Regions from separate parts of the Mus musculus genome. Here region 2 is linked to region 1. The links are chromatin contacts, called in public HiChIP or PLAC-seq maps. All regions are on one chromosome and are shown on one strand. The core of a region is the stretch at or near the end of the contact, and the rest is flanking DNA. Distances in the headings are between cores, read along the strand shown. Region 1 holds the start of Atp5b (ATP synthase, H+ transporting mitochondrial F1 complex, beta subunit). Region 2 overlaps Rnf41 (ring finger protein 41).

Evidence for each region. HiChIP or PLAC-seq counts read pairs in DNA pulled down with a chosen protein or histone mark.
Region 2: an H3K27ac HiChIP or PLAC-seq map of microglia shows a contact between it and region 1, with 5 times the contacts expected there. The contact joins the enhancer-like site here to the promoter of Atp5b in region 1. A contact is called at or near these places in 5 of 115 datasets of contacts at active chromatin or transcription factors (acute myeloid leukemia, embryonic stem cells, forebrain and 2 more) and 3 of 9 other capture datasets (adipose tissue, liver and pancreatic islet).

What each region holds. Positions count from the first base shown.
Region 1 is chr10:128,081,653-128,085,155 of GRCm38.p6, reverse strand. Atp5b (ATP synthase, H+ transporting mitochondrial F1 complex, beta subunit) reads right to left here and starts at 1,849. Exons shown (of 10, transcript NM_016774.3): 1 at 1,703-1,849; 2 at 1,082-1,264; 3 at 685-859; 4 at 1-65. The coding sequence starts at 1,829. Snord59a (a small nucleolar RNA gene) reads right to left here and starts at 1,014; the gene lies at 940-1,014.
Region 2 is chr10:128,437,405-128,440,907 of GRCm38.p6, reverse strand. It overlaps Rnf41 (ring finger protein 41), which reads right to left. Exons shown (of 7, transcript NM_001164237.1): 6 at 3,497-3,503; 7 at 1-2,825. The coding sequence ends at 2,474. Among named protein-coding and RNA genes, the nearest start is that of n-TScga2, 19 kb to the left of the region's middle. Within about 2 kb of position 1,772, at least 47 of the 459 cell types and tissues checked have an H3K27ac peak or open chromatin away from gene starts, as enhancers often do. A contact at or near this core is called in acute myeloid leukemia, liver and microglia, where this site is marked.

The sequences.
Region 1 (3,503 bases), core at 600-3,099:
CCAGAATCTCCTGCTCAACACTCATCTCTATGAACTCAGGAGCCTCAGCATGAATAGGAGCAAATCTGTAAGGTTCAGGGAGGAAAGGGTCAGAACCAGGCACCATGCTCAAAAGCCACTGGCCACCACAAACAGTCAAGTCTAATCTTGTTCAAGTTAAGCTGTCACAGAACATCATCTCTCTGCAATAAAAAATATTGTCTCGCCGGGCGTGGTGGCGCACGCCTTTGATCCCAGCACTTGGGAGGCAGAGGCGGGCAGATTTCTGAGTTCGAGGCCAGCCTGGTCTACAGAGTGAGCTCCAGGACAGCCAGGGCTATACAGAGAAACCCTGTCTCGAAAAACCAAAAAAAAAAAGTCTCAAGAACAAATAATCCTCTTTTTTGATATTTTCCTTTTACTGAACTTAATATAACAAAGTTTCTTTATATAACAATAAGAAAATAAAAACCTGTAAATTTTAGAGAATCCATAATGTAACACAGCTTTAAAAAAAGTAACAGGGGGTTCTATGTAGCAAGTTTTCAACAATCCAAACTTCTGTATCTTCATTTTCAATAACTGAATACAACAGAAATGGAAGTAGTACTGTAGGAAAATGTTGCTTTACTACCAGTTATTACCCCATGTGTACAACTGCAAGAAAAGGTTCCCATGTTCACAAATGCAGTGAGAGAAACTTACTGTTTGGTTTTGATAGGACCTCTCTCATCAATAGGTTCTCCAATGACATTCATGATTCTGCCCAAGGTCTCAGGACCAACAGGAATTTTGATTGGTGCCCCTGAATCCAGTACTTTCTGGCCTCTAACCAAGCCTTCAGTGCCATCCATAGCAATAGTTCTGACCGTGCTCTCCCCTGTCAATCAGCATTAACACGTTATAAGCACCAAAACCTAACAGTATGTAATGAAGGGTGATCAAAAGCAAACAGGCCTCCCCTCTCAGCACCTGAGTGTGGCTTCAGCAAACTCAGAAGAACGAAAGTCATTTGGTAAAGTCATCACAGAATGGAGATGGCACGATCTCGTGTTATTTAAGCCTAACAAGCTCTTTCCCACCTCTAAAACGTCCTACTTACCCAAATGCTGGGCCACCTCCAAAACCAGTCTGCTGTCCCTGCCTTGCACTTCCAGGGCATTTAGGATGGGTGGTAATCCCTCATCGAACTGGACGTCCACCACAGCGCCGATGACTGCCACGATTCGCCCGGTGGCAGTGCCTGCCTTCGGGGCCGCAGACGCCTGCGCCGCATAGTCTCTGGCTAGCAGACAAAAAGGTATTGGAAGGCGTTGGTGTTAGGACAGCTTAAGGTCACCCGAATCCCAGATTTATCCCCCGAGGGAAGGTTAGCTGAGCCCAGACTAAGTCTCCTGCAAGATAGGAGGAGGCATGGAGAAGGGCACGCTGCAATCGGGAACCCACCCGCACTGTTTTCCCGACCTCGTGCACAGAACCGCCATTATTCTCGAGTTTGGTATCCCCCTCAAAACCTCAAGGTCGAGGCAGCTGCCGGCCACTCTAGCCTCACAAAATGGGACGCTGCTGGTTATATCAACGCTCCCACGGGCGACTGTCCTTGCACTCCTCGGCTGGACAGTAGTCCGCTGCCCGGGAATCCTTATGGAGAACGGATCCGATAGGCCCAAGCTCAAGGTCACGGGGAGAAGAACCGAACTAGCTCCTCCAGGAAGGCGCTTACCAGGATGAACCCCGGCGGGAGCAGCTCGCAGTAGAAGCTGCGCCTGTGGCAGAGCCGCCGAAGGGCTGAGTCCCCGCAAGGCCCCGGAGGCCGAGGCCGAGGCCACACGCCCCACAAGACTCAACATGGCGGAATCCGGGTGGAGACTGAGCGCCGAAGCGGTCCTCTCCGCCGGTCCTGCAGCTGGGGCGGGGCAACCTCCGCCGTAGGCACAGTAATTGGGTGATTTTGCTGTTCGTCATCACCACTAACGCTTCTATAGGGTAAAAAAACTCGGAGCTTATCAGCTATTGGTCTAAACTGGTGCCAATCTGAAAATTCTCTTTTTTAATTGGAGGAGCCGCCCTCTAAGCCTCGAAACCTAATTGGCCCATGGGAACGTCAGTAGGAGAGGTTTTTGGCGGAACTACGTTGAAATAAAGGGGCGGGGTTCCGTTGAACCTGTGCACTAGGCCGTCTTTGACTGTCCTTGGACCTTGAGTTAGGTGACAGCCGCTAAGGTTGAGTGGCGGCGTCCTGAAAGTCAGGAACCTTCTGTGGCTCCAAAACGTGGGGTTTCCTCGACAGTAGTGAGGGTGGAAGTTTCCAGGCGGCCCAGCAGGTCCGAAACCTGGAGGCTCTTTATCATATAAATCCGTGCAACGAAAGAAACTAAAGCGACCCATCCTTCGACAGACGTTCTGCATCGAGGAGACAAGGTTATTTATTTATAACACTCGAGGGGTAATTTAGAGTCACCTACTTATGTAAAGAATTGCCCTAAGCAGACGTACTGACAGAACCCTGTAATTCCAGAACTTGACAGGTGAAGGCTCAAGATTCCAGGAGCCAACTGAAGCCCCTTGAGACCCTGTCTCAAACACAAAATGAAAGGTCAGAAGTAATAGACCTTTGCTGTGATATGTGTGTGCAGAAATCCGTAAAGTAAAGTAGAAAGGAAGAATACGCTAAGCGAGCCTTTGCCTGAAACCACATTTCTTCGGTTTGGTTGTAGATAAGGCAAAAAAAAAAAAAAAAAAAAAAAAAACGAAATCCGACCCTATAGGGAGATGATGCCAGGTCTCAAAGGACTTTTGAATGAAAGTGGAGGCTGGCCAGAAGTGTGTGTTGCTCTAGGATGGAAAGTCACAGAATCAATGATATCCTTGCCAGCAACAATGGGGATGGGGTGGAGCTCTAACAGGGAAGCCCTTGGTCTTCCTATGAGGATACACAAAGTTGTAGTATTGCACCTTTTTACTTCCTAGCATCCTCCAGTACTTCCCATTTTTCTGCATGATGATGAAAAAAGTTCTCAGTCTGACAGTGGAGAGCTGGCAAAGGCTGTAGCGGGGAACAAAGGAACGCACCCATATCCTCCTCAGCAATTACATGCATGTGTTATTGAAACAGTCTTGCTGTGGTTCAGGCATGCCTTGGACTCAGCCTCCCCATTCTTAAGATAACATCTAATAACCTTGCTAAGTAAGGAAGAGCCCAATGCAGGACAAGATGTTGCACTTCTGTGACACCAGCACTAGAGAGGGGGAGGCAGGAGTTTAAAATCATCCTGGGCTACACAATGAGTTGGAGGCCAGCCTACTGGATAACACTGCGTGGCAATAAGTAAAAAAAAAAATCATAAAATTCAGACAGAAAAGAACCAAAAAGAATGTCAGCATATGATTAGCAAGTAGAAGAAAGAAATATGGGGCTGAAGGGTAATAAGAGGATCGGAGGATGTAATGCAGAGAGTCAAGAGGCTGTCTGGTGAGACGTCTCAGTGGATAAAACCATGCACTGCTCTCACAGAGGACTGGAG
Region 2 (3,503 bases), core at 523-3,022, 360 kb before region 1:
ATGTTCCACCATACCTGGCTTCATTCTTTGAGACACTGTCAGTCACTGAACTTGGAGCTCAAATAGGGACCAGCAAGCTCCAGTAAGCCCTCTACCTCTGCCCCACACAACGAGGGAGTTATCTCTTGACCATGCTCAGCTTTTTATGCAGGTGCTGGGAATTTGAACTCACATCCTCACGTGCAGTTAGAGCTCTTACCTCTCCCTAGCCATCTCCCTAGCCAGGAAAGTCCTTGTCAAGGTCTGAACAGCAGGAGAGCTGTTTCAGGTTTCCTCCCTACATTAATATCAGGAGCCCCTAGAGGGCAGAAGCTCCCCACTCGCTGGAAAGAGGTGCTAAAGTCTTCGGTAGCATCCTCCGAATGCAGGACATTTAGGAAAACAGAATTCCGGCTAAAGGGACACTCTGAAGAGAATGCAGTTAGGCTTACGAGAGCAGTAGAGCACAGAACGTGAAGCGTGTGAAGTGTATGCAGTTTCCAGACAGACGGTCTCTCAAGGCAGAGGTCAGTGGAAGGTGCATTACCAAGCTAGGAAGAATCCTTCATAAGGGGGGTGACTAAGAATTTAGAGTTGAGTGAGAGATTTATTAGTGCAGTGAACACCATGTACAGCACACAGCACAATGGAAGAGCTGCAGATACTGGTGCAAAGGGCAAGCAAACTTCAGCCTCCTCCATCATTCATCTCAGAGTAAGGAATAGACAGAGTGAGCTTGGGCAAGGCAGGCAGGCACAAAGAGGAACAAGAAACCCAGTAACCCGACTGAGTATAGCAGCCTTTTTCAAACTCCTGAGCACAATGTCCTGGAGCTGGAACACCCAACTTTTTCTTACGGTCCTCAAGCTATATCCTTCTATCCCAACCCCACAGGAGGCACACGACTCAACCAGTGAGACCAACAGCAGGCTAGCCTGAAGTGGAACTCCCAGAGAGAAGCTAGAGTATGGTGAAGGGGGGCCCTCTGACCTCTCCAATCACACTCCCACCTACGCTTTTAAAATAATCACACCACTCTTTCTCCTTGCTCACTCTACTAGCCACCATGGGGGACCCAGCAGCCACCCAGAGAGCCTTGAATGGACCCCAAGTCCTTGGGTGGACTTGACTGAGCCAGTGTAGTCAGCCTGGCTTTGGAGACATCTGATTTATATCCCACTTGGCTGGTGAAGGTTAGAACCCAGATAAACAGGAAGTTTCCTCAGGAAACATGGAAGAGTCACCTTCAAAACACATGTGCCAGCCAGTTAATTCTAGGGTTTCACAAGGAGACCTAAAGGGGCAGGGAACAAATTTCTTCATGGGTCACAGGCATCAACGCTGGACTGCCACAGCCAAAGCTCCTGCAGGGTGATGGAGGGGAGGGTCAGAGCAGGTATCAGACCAGAGCTCATGCTGAAAAGGAAACACATGAAACAGACCTTACCAGCCCCACCCTACCCAAATCCCACAATAGGAACAGCCAAAGAAAGGGCATAAGAAAGGTTTTAAGTTTTCTTGATGTTTTTTCTTTTCTCCTTTCTTAAAAAAAAAAAAAGTAAATAAATTAAATTGCCAACAATGTGGCTGGGCTAGATCAGAGAGACACAGCCAGTCCATCCTATGAAAACAAGACTGGGTAACAGATGGGGTTTGTGACTTGGAAATATAAACAAACAACACCAAAGGAAATCAAGCTAACTGCAATCACAGGGCTGAAGAGGGGCCACCGAGGCAACACAGACACCCTCTTGAGGCAGTGCCGTTCTGGATCAGCAGAGCCAGACAGCAGCTTCCTGCTGAGTGTACGAACACCAGTGCTCTCACGCCCACCCCTTCCTTCCCTTCCTAATTATGAAACGTGTAGGAAAGAGTTCAGCAACATTTCAACAACCCACCCTGTGCACCCTCACAGGGGCCACCCTGCGCACCCATCAAGGCCTGCACCTTCACAGCGGCCTGGACAGGGATGCGCGTGAGGACCAGGCTTTGGCCTCACTGGTTAGAGGGTTTGGGCCACACCCTCAGCCCTTCTGCCAGGTGCTGGCTCCTCAGAGCAGCTCTCAATGCTGCGTGACTTCAGCAAGCCTGCCTGCTGGGACTCCTGCCTGCTGGGACTCCCTGGTTTTGGAAGAGATAGACAATTAGAAATGCCTCACTCTACCCTGATCCTCTAGGGAAAACAAATTTCTTTGTGCTTTCTGAAAATATTTGGGAACCAGGGGATCTTAGTCAGGAAAATACAGAAGTGGGGATTTCTCCACCCTGACTGAAAATTTACAGACATTGTGGGGGAAAGAATATAGCAAAAGGCAGGAATCTGGGTTCTCCGCTGAAAGGCTGAGCTAAGTGCCCCAAAGTCCTTCATGCCAGAAGCAGGGAGTACGTGGCTCAGGTACAAGCCGCGGCATAAGGGCTGTGGGAGAAGTCAGGGCTCAGCTGCTGGAGCAATGGGTTTTCCAACTCTACCTCTTCCTGACAGCCAGTTACGCTCTTATATCTCCTCCACACCATGCGCAAATATCATGACGAGCCCTGGCTCCTGCACCATGTCGTCCCCCATGTGCTGGTTCTCACAGGCCATCACCACTACAGCCTGCTTGCCAGGGATGCGCTTGGCCACGTAGTTCTCATAGTAGCGCCGGTTCATCTGTCTTGTCTCTAGTGTGGCCAGACCCTGGGGCCAGCTGCGTTCATGGGCATTTTCAATCAGCTCGTTGACGATGGAGGCCGGGCAGCCACTTTCCACGAGGGAGCGCTTGATGACAGCCTGGAGCACAGCATCAGGAGTGGAGATCATGCCCCCCCAGCGGGTCACCCTTGCCGGCTGCAGGGAGTTCACCCACCTGTGGAGGGGTTGGGATGGTCACGCCAGCTCCTGCCTTTCTCTGCTTTGGCTTTTTCTCCTCAGAGATGACCTCCACTCTGCAGGCCACCTGACTTTCTTACTAGCATTGGTCCAGAAAACCCAAATTCTCCTCTAGTTGGGCCTGCTGTTCACATCACATCACTCACCATCCTCAATCCCTGAGTCTAGGCTGTTATTCTTTCAAGTCTCAATGCATGCATGGTGCCTACCACACAGCAACTGCCAGACTGTCCTGAAGGAAGAAATGTCTTCTACACTGTGGTCCTCGGGCCTATTCCTCTCCACTCCACACTTACCGTCTGGTCTACCAACTACACAGGCCTCCAAATGGACAGGGTCTTACGTGGTCTTACACTTCCCTTGTTCACTTGCTTGGTCTTGCTGGATTTTACAGACTTTCCTGGATGTACACTCTGCCCTCTCCTCCGCGTGCTAAGCTACCCCCGTTTGCTCCTGAGTACCCCTAAGCTCTCAGTACATGCTAGGTGCATGGTGGTCCCCAGGTAGTTCTGGACAAACTCCATCTTCAGCCAGGACTCCCCGCCATCCACCCCAGTGAACAACAAGCCTGGGTTGGAGTGAGGGTCTCTCTTGCTCTTCTCTCTGGCCCTGCCCCCTACCCCTGACTCCACACCAAGTGACACTCACTCGAGGA